4 separate regions of the Mus musculus genome follow, and all the other regions are linked to region 1. A link is a contact called in public Hi-C, HiChIP or PLAC-seq and promoter capture Hi-C data. All regions are on one chromosome and are shown on one strand. The core of a region is the stretch at or near the end of the contact, and the rest is flanking DNA. Distances in the headings are between cores, read along the strand shown. Region 1 holds the start of Fam124a (family with sequence similarity 124, member A). Region 2 overlaps Wdfy2 (WD repeat and FYVE domain containing 2). Region 3 holds the start of 2700070H01Rik (RIKEN cDNA 2700070H01 gene). Region 4 overlaps Wdfy2 (WD repeat and FYVE domain containing 2).

The links. Promoter capture Hi-C pulls out the DNA fragments that hold promoters and counts their contacts. Hi-C and Micro-C count contacts between places; a contact is called where the count stands out from the background. HiChIP or PLAC-seq counts read pairs in DNA pulled down with a chosen protein or histone mark.
Region 2: an H3K4me3 HiChIP or PLAC-seq map of forebrain shows a contact between it and region 1, with 3 times the contacts expected there. The contact joins the enhancer-like site here to the promoter of Fam124a in region 1. A contact is called at or near these places in 1 of 39 promoter capture datasets (embryonic stem cells), 7 of 484 Hi-C or Micro-C datasets (cortical neurons, muscle stem cells, myocytes and 2 more) and 5 of 115 datasets of contacts at active chromatin or transcription factors (astrocytes, embryonic basal ganglia, embryonic forebrain and 2 more).
Region 3: a contact with region 1 is called in a Hi-C map of the N1E-115 cell line, with 2.4 times the contacts expected there. The contact joins the promoter of 2700070H01Rik here to the promoter of Fam124a in region 1. A contact is called at or near these places in 10 of 39 promoter capture datasets (the 3T3-L1 cell line, 3T3-L1-derived adipocytes, the C10 cell line and 7 more), 2 of 484 Hi-C or Micro-C datasets (the N1E-115 cell line and bone marrow-derived macrophages), 1 of 115 datasets of contacts at active chromatin or transcription factors (embryonic stem cells) and 4 of 9 other capture datasets (adipose tissue, embryonic stem cells, embryonic trunk and 1 more).
Region 4: a contact with region 1 is called in a promoter capture Hi-C map of hippocampal neurons, with 3 times the contacts expected there. The contact joins the enhancer-like site here to the promoter of Fam124a in region 1. A contact is called at or near these places in 2 of 39 promoter capture datasets (cranial neural crest and hippocampal neurons), 1 of 484 Hi-C or Micro-C datasets (muscle stem cells), 4 of 115 datasets of contacts at active chromatin or transcription factors (embryonic forebrain, embryonic stem cells, extraembryonic endoderm stem cells and 1 more) and 3 of 9 other capture datasets (adipose tissue, liver and macrophages).

Annotation. Positions count from the first base shown.
Region 1 is chr14:62,553,705-62,557,151 of GRCm38.p6, reverse strand. Fam124a (family with sequence similarity 124, member A) reads right to left here and starts at 1,415. Exons shown (of 4, transcript NM_001243857.1): 1 at 1,238-1,415. The coding sequence starts at 1,299.
Region 2 is chr14:62,849,395-62,852,771 of GRCm38.p6, reverse strand. The region is part of intron 1 of Wdfy2 (WD repeat and FYVE domain containing 2); the gene reads right to left. Among named protein-coding and RNA genes, the nearest start is that of Gm26536, 13 kb to the right of the region's middle. Within about 2 kb of position 1,516, at least 84 of the 459 cell types and tissues checked have an H3K27ac peak or open chromatin away from gene starts, as enhancers often do. A contact at or near this core is called in fibro-adipogenic progenitors, forebrain, muscle stem cells and 1 more, where this site is marked.
Region 3 is chr14:63,052,948-63,056,648 of GRCm38.p6, reverse strand. It overlaps 2700070H01Rik (RIKEN cDNA 2700070H01 gene), which reads right to left and starts at 1,576. Exons shown (of 3, transcript NR_046019.1): 1 at 1,543-1,576; 2 at 697-882; 3 at 1-25.
Region 4 is chr14:62,891,504-62,894,953 of GRCm38.p6, reverse strand. The region is part of intron 2 of Wdfy2 (WD repeat and FYVE domain containing 2); the gene reads right to left. Among named protein-coding and RNA genes, the nearest start is that of Mir6541, 28 kb to the right of the region's middle. Within about 2 kb of position 1,858, at least 55 of the 459 cell types and tissues checked have an H3K27ac peak or open chromatin away from gene starts, as enhancers often do. A contact at or near this core is called in hippocampal neurons and muscle stem cells, where this site is marked.

The DNA.
Region 1 (3,447 bases), core at 166-2,665:
TCTTCTATTCATGGTTCAACTAACCATGGGGGAGGGGAGAAGAGCCAAAGATGGTCAACTAAAGTTGATACATAATGGCAGTGTGAGTTAGTGAAAGAATCCTTGTCTATTGTACTTAGGTTGGAACTCCAGCACCAAAATATCAGGAAATAAACTAAGTTGACAACTGTACACCAACAGAATTGAAGCAAAAGCAATGGTGGGCAGGGGTGGGGACATCAAATCAAGTTACTCCTCTGTCACGGTTACCATGGTTGGGTAACAAGAGAAAGCCTGCTGTGTAGGGAAGAATGACAGTCCAGATTTAGGGTTGGGCTGGTGGAGAAGGCTGCAAGGAGGGGTGGGGTTGGGAGGCAGGACGAGCTTGAGGGACGCTTTCGTGGGTTAGGTCAGAACATAGGTCCATTCTGGAACTGGCCTCCCTCCCTGTTCTCAGTAGATTGCCAAATCCTAATATTAGTTTGAAACCTCTCCACCTTCCAGGAATTCCGAGGTCTTCTGTAGCCTGGGTAGCCCCTGACCTCTAGCAGGACTTCTCTAGATAGGAAAAGACACACGTTCCTACTGGGGTAGCACTTGTATCCTGGCTGTGGTGCTGACTGTGCACAGGAAAATCCTCTAGATATGGGCTGGGTGGAGACCATCACGGGACATTGGTTTCTGAAAATGCATTCCGTCTTTTGTCCTACTCAGGAAAACTGCTGTTGGGAGAGGACTAATTAGCCTCCAAAGGTTGGAGCTAATTACTGAGTCCATTGAAGCACACAAGACCCCATCACAGCATCCTGTGGGTACTCCAGGCTGGCGGGGTGGAGAGGCCGCTCAGCAGCACAGTATAAGTGAGATATGAAGTCCTCCTAGCCGGCTTCGGAGTCTTTTTCCTGTGCTGGTGTCCCACCCTCTCCACCTGCTTTCCTCCTCAGCAGCCTGGGGCTCCAAAGCTATCAGAGTTGCCTGGCTGGAACAAGTGCAGGCGCATCTCTAGGTGAAGGGGGATAGTGGCTGAACCTGGCACCGTGGGGCCACAGGGCTGCGAGGAACGACGCTGAACCTCGGGTCCCATCACCTAGCAGCCCGGGGTGGGGTTCTTCTCGCCCCTTCCCACCCTGACCCAGGCAACCACAGACCATGCCGCTGGCTCGCAGATACTGCACCCCAACCCCAGGACTGCCTCCCCAGCTCGGGCTCCCGAGCGCAAGTACTGAGCTCCCGCCCCGCCCGGCTGGGCTCAGCTCACCCTCCGGTCTCGGCGCCAGAGTCCACGCAGTCCTCTTCCTCACCGCCCGCCTTCGGGTTCATGGCGCGCGTGCCGTCCGCGCTCCCTCGGCCCCGGGGACCCTCCGAGAGCCTCGTCTCCGGCCTCCGCAACAACCCGGCCCCGCGAGGAAGCCGCTCGCCGCGCCCTCTCGCGGCCGCGCCCTCCCCGCCCTCCGCTCGGCGCTGCGCGGGCGCGCCGGGTGCCACCAGGCGAGGATCCGAGCGGGTGCACGGGATGCGCGCGTGTGCACGAGCGCGAGCGTGAGTGCGGGAGGTGCCGGGGGATGGACTCTCTCCATGAGCGAGGAGTGCAGTGGGCGTGGAGTGCAGTGGGCGTGCAGTATTTATCTTGCAACCCGCCTGGTGCATGCCAGCGCTGTGCGTTCTATAGTGACTGGTGCGGGCCCCATGTATGGAGTCTAGTAGCAAAGCTGCCCTCCCCTGGGTCCACAGTAAAGAGTCTGGAGTCCCCGGGCTTGCCCAGAGATTTTTTTCAGCCCCATTCTGCGAGCAGTACTGGGAAACACCCACCAGCGCAACCAGGGCAGAGTGTGATATCGCCATTTGAGGACCAGTTAAAACACGTGGGTGTTTCTCAGAACTGCAGACGTTGAATTCATTATCGCCTTGCTCACTGACCCAACTTGCTAGAGAATGTATTCTTTTGTTATCTATCTTAAAATAACACGAAGAGTCCTGGGTGTGCTTCCATTCAAAGGGGTCTGGCAGCAAGAGGGTGATGGACATTGACGTTGTTAAACCCAGCCATCCCTTAGGATGGGTTAATAATTGAAGTAGCAGGAAGTCATTTTTCCACTCTAGCCAGTGAGGCAACTTGGGAGCGGCGGCGGTGGTGGGGTAAGAACAACTTAGACTTAATTCTGGTGGTGTTGTCATTAGAAGCAGTGGAAGGCACTTAAGTGTATGTCGTATTCGCTTTTGTAGGGTAGTGCTGAAGACGCAACCTTGAGCATGTTCTGCCAACCAGCTATGACCCTGTCATCTTTTCTTTTCAGACAAGTTATTTAACCTCCTGGAGCCTTAATTTTTTCGCATATTGGGCTACTGCTATCTTCTCTGTCTGTTGTGAGTTACAAGAGATCACGTCTGTGATCGTCCCTGAACCTCCATTTTGAGTTACAAGAGATCATGTCTGTAAAACAGTTTGCGTGTGAGTTCTGCTACATGCCAAGTACTGGTTACGGGAGCTGTCAGTGTCCCAGGTGAAGGCTAGCTACCTGCATGCCCTCTCAACTGGCACAGCGGTGTCACTTCTGTGTGACAAGCTGTGAAGAACAATCCTCTTCCTTCCTTCCTTCCTTCCTTCCTTCCTTCCTTCCTTCCTTCCTTCCTTCCTTCCTTCCCTCCCTCCCTCCCTCCCTCCCTCCCTCCCTCCCTCTCTCTCTCTCTCTCCCTCTCTCTCTCCTGCTCTTCCCACTTTACATATTTGTCATTGCTTTCGGACTCTAATTTTAAACACATTACACAAAAGAGAAGGGCAGTAGACAAAAGCAGAGTAGAAATGCAGTATCGATCAGGAAAAAAAAATATCGGTAAGTGTGCCTATGCCAAATCTGAATAGCCTTCCCTAAACCTTAAATTCTTTCCCCCAAACAAGCAAAAATGGATGTGTTATATTCAGTTTGGTGCTCATTAGCTTAAACAAAGGAATAGTTCTTTAAGGAAGATTTAAGCCGATTTACCGTGTTGTGGTTTTGAATCTAAAAACGTCATCTGAAGCTTGGTGGGCAGCTGGTAGGCTTTTTGGGAAGTTGATTGGATCAGAAAGGTGCTACCCTCATCAATGGATCAATCCCTGGATGAATTCATAGTTAATTGGACTATTAGACAGTGTGTGCATGTGTGTGGCATGTGTAGCTGGAGGAAGTAGGTCACTGGGGACTTATCCTGTCCCCGCTGGGTAGAACCTCTGCCCTAACACACCCTGTGTGGCATGAGGCCAAAAGCCTTGGAGGTGAGCAGCCACGAACTGAAAATTCTCAACCTGTGAGCGAATCACCTGTTAAGTCTTTCCTCTATTCCCCCCCCCCCCAATAAAGAATCAAAATGCATCTGCTAACATTAAACAGAACCTCAGAGGCGCCAAACACATTGATCTCACTTTAAGGAATGTTGGTTTAATTTGGCCGAGGGAAAGAAAGCCCACAGTTGAATTTTCCACGTGTGCCT
Region 2 (3,377 bases), core at 267-2,766, 300 kb before region 1:
GAATTAAAAAGGCTTGTGACACCACTGCCCAGCTAAGATATCCCTTTCAAAAGCTTATTACATTTACCACCAGTGGAATGAATTAGACAGTTGACTGTTACCCTAAGGAAGGACAAATGAGCTTGGGACACACTGCAGGCATAATGCATTTGTGCACTGTGTAAAGGTTATCCTTGTGCTATTCGAATGCCACTTCTCTCCCTCACATCTCGTTTCAATCTGGACATGGCACTGTAACGCTTAAGTCAAGAATCTCCTGTTTCAAGTTTGTGTAAACATTCTTACCTTTTACTCTGCCCTGTCAATAAATGCTGATCACCCAATGGCTGGGCAGAAGACAGAATACAGCGGAAGCTTCCTCCAGCCAGGGGAAGGAGGGAGGGAGGATTCAGATCCATCATAGAAGGTCTGAGAAGCCACCATGAGTAAAAAACATCGGAAGCCCAAAAGCCAGATCAATAAAAATATGCAAGGATCACGGGATGAGGCTGGGAGGGAGCCAGATGAGCACGGGGTTATTACAGATCATTTGACTGCTCAGTACTGAGATGCAGCTTGAAATCAATCTTGGGTTTCTCTGCGTGGTTATTAGGAACTGGCAAAGGTAAAGAAATACAGCCGCCGGATTAACTCACTGCTTACATTTCTATTTCAAAGAATTCTCTTTATACAGACAGCAATCATAACACAATTCTTGAGTTCAAATGGAGGCTGCAGCTAGCCCTCCGCTAGTGAGATGAGGGGGTGCCATGCACTCTCTATGTTAACCTGGCTGGATTTAGAATCAACAGTGGAAACACACCTCTGGGATGTCTGTCAGGTTTTCTGAAAGCGTTAACTGAGGAGGCAAGACCACTCTGGATGTGGGCAGCACCACCTCATGGGCTGGGGTCCTGAGCTCAATAGAAAGTGAAGAAGAGAGACAGTGTTGAGTGCCAGCATTCACCTCTGCTTGGGACCGCAGAGGAGGTGTGGCCAGCTCATGCTCCTGACACCATGTCTTCCTCACCTCAACAGACTGTGTTCTCTCTTAAACCGAAAGCCAAATAAGGCCTCTCTTTCCTGGGAAGATAACAAAACACCGTGCATTCTGCATTAGACCCAGAATGCAGCTCCAAGTCGCACGCCCCGGAGCTTCCCACTGAACTCACCCCGGTGTCCTCATGAACTGAGCTGCTAGTTCACCACACATTGAATGCATGCATTTCACACCTCATGAAATCACCAAGGCAATCTTAAGAACTTTCTTTTTTCTTTATTAAGAGAATACCTTTTAGTTATTCTTTGGCAATGTAATAATTTAAACAATATATCACTTGGAGGGTTGTTTGTTTGTTTGTTTGTTTGTTTTTCAAGACAGGGTTTTCTGTATAACAGAGCTCTGGCTGTCCTGGAACTCCTTTGTAGACCAAGCTGGCCTCAAACTCACAGAGATCCATCTTGCTCTGCCTCCTCAGTGAGGTGTGGGCGGACACACACACTGCAGTCATCCCTCTCCTCCCTCCCGCTCTCTGTAATCCACAGAGTCTAATTAGTGCTGCAGGACTGAACACTGGCTGATCCTGCTGGCTTGGTTTTGTACAGGCAACCACGGCTTCAGTGAGCTCAGGAGTGCAGTGGCCCTGTCGGTTCCCAGAAGACAACATTACACAGCACTCCTCCCCACCCTCTGGCTCTTCTTACATTCTTTCCGCCCTCCTTTTCTATGACGTTCCTTGAGACCTGGGGGAGGAGATGTGAAACACAGATGTCCTACTTATGGTTAAGCACTAAGTAGTCACTTAAGTCTCAGCACTTTGACTATTTATGGTGTCTCTGCATTAACTGTTGAGCACTATAGAGAGAAGCTTGTCTGGCCAAGGCTGAGGGCAGCAGCCACTAATCTAGGATATAAATATAAATATTTAGAAGGCATGACAACATGTTCATATAGCAAGGCAACAACAGTAATGCTCTCCTCTAGGGCCTTTGACCAGACTTATAGTACAAGGCAAAAGAATTATTTCCTGTGAAGCAGACCTCAAATCCAATTCAAAAGTGGTTGGTTAGCCACCTCTCACTATAACAGCCAGGCCACTACTACACCAGTGGGCACATCTTGCCTTAGCAAGTCAGTTCACCAATGGGTAATATTATGGATAGCTCTTCTCCTCATATGGCCAGATAGTCCCTTCCAGCACTATGGTAGCTAGCCAACAGAGGAAGTTTTAAGGTCAGTTCTGGTTTGGTTTCTCTATATGTCCACAACCAATGTGTTGTATCTTCAGCAATAGGATCTTTCCATCTAGTTCCAGTGGGTAATCAAGAGCTATGGCAACAGGCTGAGGTTCGTCTAGGGTCTCTCTGGCCAATAACTTATAGGCAGGTATCCCATGGCATCTCGATAAATTTTCAAGGTAACTAGTAGATGGTCTCCTTAAACAAAGCACCTCTTAGCAAAGGATTGAAAATAAGGACACACTTAGATCTTCAGAGGAAGCAAGGGAACTTTATTTGGAGCAAAACAATAGTACAGATTTAAAAAGACATGCTGTCAAGATTGCTAGCAGACCACAGGAATGAGGCTATTCTAGGGCCCAGGCTACTGCCTGGGGTCTCTTTTTATGGGGTCTAAAGAGAGAGGGGGGCTGCTTCTACTAAGGCACATAGCTTGGGTGGTTCTCTGACATTACTGATAGATTGGGTTCTATACTCCCTTTTCTTACTGTGCACAACCCTTTCTATAATATACCTGATTTCAACATATGCATGACCAGTTATGTACAGGCAATAAAAAGGTAAAAGGAGGACACAGTTTGCTTTACTGTACACCTACATCTCAAACTAGTTCGGGTTAGATTAGTCCTTCTAGTATTCACACCCAGATATGCTGAGAATACACTTGAATAGAAACTGCAAGCTTGATTGCTATCAGGGTTAGAAAAGCTGACACTATTGTTTGAGAAATGGCATGTGTGTACCTAATGCAAGTAGGAGACTAAGTTGTCAGATGTGTTGTTGGGAAGGGAATGAGTGAATATAGTACTTGTAAGTGAAAAGTAGGCTACCAAGTGCATTAGTACAAGAGAGGGAGTGCACATAGCCCAAAACCACATTGGGGCCCCAGCATACTAAACTGTCTCCTATGCTTGCCAGCCTTAGCAGAACAAAATTACTCAGCCCAAAACTGGGGAGGTAGGAAAGGAGGATTCCTGACAATTATTGACCAGCCAGTCTAGCCAATCAGTGAATTCCAGCTTCAATGAGAGACTGCCTTGAAAAGTACAATGAAGTCTGTGAGACAGAAAGACGTCAATGGAAAGAAAGGGAGATAGAAACTGGTCAAGCAGATTTAGGAAAAGGAACCAAGGTTTATGTCCTTGGCCAGTAGCTGGAAA
Region 3 (3,701 bases), core at 327-2,826, 500 kb before region 1:
TGCAGAGGCCAACCAATGGTGATCCCTGTGGAGAAGAGACGTCACTGTGCTGGGGTCTCTGCAGACACTGGGGCTGAATGGCTGGGGACTCTGTTTACTTAGGGGAACATCCAAGGTAGCACTTCTTCATCTGCTGCCCTCCAGGGGAGAGAGACCTGATACAGGTCTTCCCTGATGCTGAACAAAATCCACCTCTTGTCTAACGATTACTTTCTCTAGTCCTTTCTCTCCTCCTTCTCTCTTCTTTTTCCACTTTCTCCTCCACCCCGCCCCCCCTCTTTTTAGTCTCAGCTATCCCAGGCTAGCCTGAACTTACTTGATTCCCCTGCCTCCATCTCCTGAGTGCTGGGATTACAGCACTGAGCAGCACCGTTTATGCAGTGCTGAGAATGGAACCCAGGGTTTCCTGTGTGCTAGGCAAGCACTCTACCGATTTAGCCACACCCCTGCTCTCTTCTAATAATAAGGTGCTTGCAATGCATACATAATCACTGTGTATACTAGCCTGGGCAAGGACAGAAAGACCAAAATGGGTCCTGCGATCCAGCATACAGGGATGCCAGCCACCTTTGGGAAGGTCACTGGGCCCCTATTCACACACTCAACAGGAGGTGCAGTCAGACTGACTGGGATAGAGAAGTCAGATGGAGCCGCACACTTTCCGAGGCCACCACCCTGTGGATCTTGATAACTGACCAGGATGACTGATGGCTTCCTCCATGCTGGGCATGATGCACTGATTCAGTTGCCACTTGACTCTTGCAGCCTAGCTTGAAGACAGGACCAGTCATAACCGCCTCTCGTAGGTTACTTGCTGAGGTCTAGAAGTGTTCTAAGACTTTGCTGAAGGTCACATGTTGTGGAAGTCTCGAGAGTCTGCCCCTGGGTAGACAACATCATGAGCACCATCATTAAATGCTGAACCAGATTGGAAAAAGATACTGATATCAAAGCCACCATGTCAGTCACATCATCTGGTGGGACATGGCTGCCACCCCATCACCTATAGGAGGCCTCTACCACACCACTGCAGTGCCAGGGCAGAACAGGGGGTGATGGGGCCCTGGCACAGTTAGAATCCTAGACTTCCATTTCTGGACTGGGTGAAATGACTCTCTTGCACAGAGTAAAGGCACTGTGGACTCTCCAGAATCATCCGTGCAATCAACCAACCAATCAATCAATCAATACAAACCAAAACCATGATAACCACAAAAAGTCAGGTGGTGTATATGTGTGCAACCCTAGCCCCTGGAAGGCAGAGGCAGTGGATCCCTGGGCTTGGTGGCCAGCCAGTGTAGCCTTCTTGCTGAGTTCCAGGCCACTGAGTAGTGTCTAAAACCAAGAATGAATACCTGAGGCTGTTCACAAGCACACACGCATGCAAGCATGCATGCATGCACACATGCATACACAGAGCCTCCTCAGTCCTTCGTTGGCTATTTGTGTGGTGGCTGTCCTTTGTAGTTATGTGTACCCAAGGATAGCACAGAGGGAGACGTCGGGGGGGGGGGGGGGGCTACATGCAGGAGTAGGGCTCACCCAGTATCCAGGACCCAAGAACAAAGCCGAAGCCTCCCTGATTTAAAGGCGGCAGCTGATGCTCCGCAGAACCAGGTCTGTGCCAAAGTAGGCAGAGCCCAGGGCCAGCCTCCTCCCCTCCCGTTGATCCCTCTGCTGGCCTGGAGGGAGGCTGGTGGCTGATAGGAGCTGGTTCCTCAGATGAGGTCATTTGTTTTGGTGCCAGGGGAAGGGAGGTGGTGGAGGCAGGGGCCCTGCTGTCTGCTCTCCGCTTGCTGGCGCCACAGGGTGGACAGCCTGGGTCTTGTCTGGACAGTGCCTCATTCTGAGAATGATGAGAAGAGACTCAGAGGGCAGGGAGTGGCCAGGCAGCCCATGCTTGAGGTCTGGAAGAGAAAATGGGAGCTCAACTGAAAGGCTGGGCTAGCCTCTTTCCTGGTTCTCTCAGGGGTCTGGTGAGCTCTGACTGGACCCTGAACTAGCCTACCACACGCAGAAGGAACAATTATGCTCCCCCGGACATCTGTGCTGCTATTCTGAAACACTTCCAGCATTTGTTGTTATCCTAGGAGGCCTTTCCAGCTCTTTGGGGTTTTCAGAGGCTACCCAGGAAAGCTTGTTAGTTACTTTTTTTTTTTTTTTTTCTGGGATGATGTGACCCACTTCCTAGCTCCACTCACTGATTAAAAGCTCCCAATGTGTCTATGAGGCCCAAGAACTCATTAAGAAATATTGTGGATGACAGGTCTTCTGTGTGCAAGTGGATTGAGGGGCTCTTAAAATGTTTGGGTTCATATACAGGTTCCCAGAGTGTTCTCAACACTTTCTTCATCCTCTTCCTCCTCACTCACCCACCAGAAACAGCCCCTTCCCTGCTTTGGACACAGTGCCATGTTCTTAAAATTCAAGTGAGTGGCAGTCCGTGGGGTTACTGTTGCGCCCAGCTTCTCTTCCCCATTGTTTTGTCTGGGAGGTTGCCTACAATGCTGCGTTGTGAGTAGCAGAAGGTTTTTTTTTAGCTTGGGTGTGTTCCATTTAAAAGCACTCCAATATTGGGCTAGTGAGACAGCTCAGGGTCATCTCTGCGCCACTCCTAGAACCTATGTACAAAGAGAGAAGGGAAGGGAAAAAAAGAAACCAACTCGACAAAGCTGTCTCCTGACCTCCACACATGGGTTGTAGCATGCACATGCACAACACACACACAGACACACGCACATGCATGCACACACCACCCACATTTCACTCGAACATACACACATGCAAATGCACACACACACACACATCATATCTTCATAGAAGTAATCTCAAGGACTTTCTAAAATTAACATTTGAAAGATTTTACTTGAAACTTTTAACCAGCTTCTAAGAATTTATTATTTGTTGTGTTTCTGGTTATTTTCCCTCTTGCCTTTTCCATGGGAAGAACGATTCACTTGATGTAGCCTACTAGTTCCTAAAATGCCATTTGTGCTCTATTTCAGGTAAAATGATGATAAAGCAATCCTATGGCTCCCTCTTTATAATTTCCTATCTCTGATTCATTTTGAGTTTATTCTGGGATAAGGTCTGCATGAGCCACCAGCCTTATTATTTCAGAGCGGCATCCCTAATTAATGAACAATGTATTGTTGTCCCTACTGACCGAATGACTTGTTGTTGGTCCTATTAATTGAAAGGTCCTTGTCTTTCCTCTGCTGCTTGTCAATGCAGCTGGTCACGTCCTGTTATCGGCTTCCTTGGTTAAGGCTTGGATATCTAGGAGGAGACTTAGGCGGACTCCTCATCTTCTGAATTTCTGATGACAATCTTATTTAAAAACTTTATTAAGGAGCTTGAGGTTCAGTCTGCGTGATTCAAAGATTTTGTGGGATTACACTCATATTTAAAGTTGACAGGAAGGAGGTGACCAGGATGCTGTATTAGATGTCTTTATCTTTGCATCCTTGAACATCTTTTATTGATTCCTTCTTCAAAGTTTAAAGCCATCTTCACAGGTGTTGGCCTGTTCCTTGTTACCCTTGTTCTATGTGTTGTCTTTTGTTGTTTACTGTTGAGAAGAGGTTTGTTTGTTTGTTTGTTTGTTTATCTGTGCAGGTGAGTCGAACATGGGGACATTTTGATTCGCCTCACTGTCTTTTGGATGGTGGTTATGTGACCCAACTCTGAATGAGGAATAT
Region 4 (3,450 bases), core at 609-3,108, 340 kb before region 1:
TGCATGAATGTATATGTATATATGTGTGTATTATTGCCTTCAAAACAAGGCAACAAACACCCTCAGTTCTCTAGAGGCTCTAGGGGTATAGTTCAGTAGGTAGGCACACCACCCTGGATTCAATTCCCGGAACAGATATGCAAGCATTCTGTTGAAAACAGTTTAAGTAAACGCTCTTCTGGGAACACCAGGGACCAGGCCCTTATGCAGTACTTCTGCTATAGTCCTCAATTGTTGGGAACAAAAATAAAGGGGGACCCTAGGGAGGCCCAGGGAGAAGTGGGGGAGGTAAAGGGGCCTAACATCCAGCCAGAGTTCCTGTGCTCTGGGCAGGCAGACACAGGCAGAGCTGCCGGACACTTTTCCACTAGGCCCCAGGTGAGCATGCCTGGCCCACGCAGTGGGGTGGGGGGGTGGGGGGGTGGAAAAGGGGTAGCCCCGACCAGGGACCCCAGAGCTACCTTGCTAAAGCCCCAGGGTTGTAGGAGAGAGGGATGAGGGAAGGAGTTCCCAACACTGGCGAGAGTGGCGCAGCGGTTCTAGAAGGTGCAGAGACACTCTATGGTTTAAGAGCTTTATTATAGAAATGCAGGGGGAAAGAGAGAAGGTAGAAAAGAAAGAGAAAGAGAGGGGGGAAGGAAGGAAGAGGAAAGTCTAGCGAGAAAGAGAGAAGAAGAGAGGAGAGGAGAGGAGAGGAGAGGAGAGGAGAGGAGAGGAGAGGATAGGAGAGGAGAGGAGAGGAGAGGAGAGGAGAGGAGAGGAGAGGAGAGGAGAGGAGAGGAGAGAGGAAGACAAAGAGAAAGGGAAGAGGTGAGAGAAGTGAGAGATGAGAGGACAAAGGACTAAGAGAGTGATGTGCAGGCTGAGCACCCCTTTTTATGGTCTTCACTGTTGCTAGGTAACTGGGGAGGAGTTTAGCCTGAAGGTCAGAAGTTTGAGCCATTGTTTACATGACTACTGACCATGCTTCTCTTGTGGGGACTGTGGGAGGTGGTACCTTAGGCAGGGGCCAGAGTTCCAGGAGCATGAGGGAACGCCTACTGTGTCATGTAGGTGAATTATGACCATCGGGGTTCAGACCTCAGCTCAACTGGAGACCAGCCTGCAATTCCCCACACTCAATGAATTGGGAGAGTGCTTACCTAGGACCTGCCTTCTTCACACAGTGTGAGCATCATGACTGCAGAAACCAACTGCTGTATTGTACCTCCACATCCTCTGGACATTGCACGTGGCCAGAAGAAACGTTAACATCTGGTGGACAACGTGTCCAAAGAAACTAAAGGGGAAGGAGGATAAACAACTCTTTTCTATTCTCCATATCTACATGGCCTCCCTCCTATCAGACCATGTCCATGGAAACATGTAACACTATAGGCCATGAGTCTGCCCTTCTATTTAAAGGTCACAGAGGTCCAGGAGAGTGTGACAGGCAGGAAGGGAAGTATTCTACGAGCCCCAAGGCTTGCCACATACTTGTAGCTAGAGCTAGGTTAGTGTGAGCTCATGTGGGTGCCCCTAGAAGGCCAGCAGCCTGAGCCTGCCAGGATTCTGACTGGCCTAGGGGGATGAAGGAGGGAGCCTCCCTCCCAGCATTATCACACGGCTTCCTCTCTCCTCACTCTGCCTGGCTCATCCTTTTCTGCTTTCAGCTCCTACTGCATCTTCATGCACAAATGTCTAGATGCTCTTGGGTTTAATGCTGCCAGTTTTGGGTTCGGAACAGGACCAAGACCACAATTTCCTAGTCAAAGTGCCAAATTCCTGGGAAAGCCAGATTGGGCGGAGGTGGGGTGGGGAAACCACCTTATTTACACAAGGCTGGATCCTCTTGGCGTCCTTCCTTCAGTTGACTGGGTGGATAGCTTAGAACAGGACTAGGAACTCTAGCATGGACAGTGCCTGGGATTTATAACAGTGCATCTGCTGTTCACTGTTCTCCTGCGTGTCACTTCTCTAGGTCACTCGGCATTTCACACACTGCCTTGCTGGGTACCCAGCACCAAGCTCAGGCCTCACCACTCTTCTCACCCAGAGCCTCCCGCCTGGTCCCCTGTGTTAAGCTTCAACTTCTTATTAAAGATACAGAATATCTATTCTCTTGCCAAACACAACAATGACTATATTGTAATGACTATTCTAGAGGACCAAGTCAAAAAGCCACCTTCTGCATTTGGAATACTACTTCTCATATAAACACAGAACATGGTCATAAATGCCTGTAGCACACAGTTTGTAGCCATTCACTTGATTCTCTTTCATTTTCACTTATTGTGTAACCAATGCCACAAAAACATTAGTTAGGGACAGCACTGAGTAATCTCGTTTATTTATTTATTTTTTAAAGACTCAAGATGAAAGTACGCATGTAATGTAGTAGGTTTCATTACTGACAACTATGAAGGACGTACACATGCCCGCCCCCCCTTAACCTGTGTGCCGTACTGAAAGCATCTAAGAATAAAACATTTCAGAAATCGCCTTGCCCTATGAATCCTCTTCATCTGCACATCCTTGGCACTTACATCAGTGGCCAAGGTATACTAGACATGTCATAAATATTTGACTAACAAAGTGGCTTATATTTACATATTTTAAATCAATACAGTATTTGCATAAGGCTTCACTGGGTTCATTTAAACATGTATATATTGCTTAACAACACATTAGAAGACCATATTCTAACTTTAATGCATACTGAAATCATCTAGAGATTTTACTAAAACAAAGATTCTGACCCAGTTGCTTTGTGCAGAATCCAATAGCACAATTCCAATTACTGTTCAGGGGATGCTGAAAACTGTCTGAGGATAAAAGTAGGTCTGTCTTAATTCCCAGTAGAAGACTGTACAAATACCTAACAGTCTTACTCCTCAAAGCCAATATGCCACTATTACAGAAACAGAGCTGATGATGCTCTTAGGGAAATCATATCTATTATTAGTGTCTGTCATGGTTTGTATATGTTCAGCCCGGGGAGTGGCACTAGTAGAAGGTGTGGTCCTGTTGGAGTAGATGTAGCCTTGTGGGTTGTAGGTGTATCACTGTGGGTGTGGGCTTTAAGACCCTCACCCTAGCTGCCTGGAAGCCAGTATTCTGCTAGCAGCTTGCAGATGAAGATGTAGAACTCTCAGTATCTCCTATATCATACCTGCCTGGATGCTGCCATGTTCCTGCCTTGATGATAATGGACTGAACCTCTGAACCTGCAAGCCAGCCCCAATTAAATGTTGTTCTTTATAAGAGTTGCCTTGGTCACGGTGTCTGTTCACATCTGTAAAGCCCTAAGACAGACAGACTCCACCATTACACAGATGTTTATTCAGTAACTATGGCATACTGCCCAGGTGTCTCCACTGTTTGCTCTGCACAACACCGGGAGCTACAAATCCCTGTTCAGTTACAGCCTCTCCTCCCCTCTTCTTGGCAGCTATGTGCCAAGTTTGATGA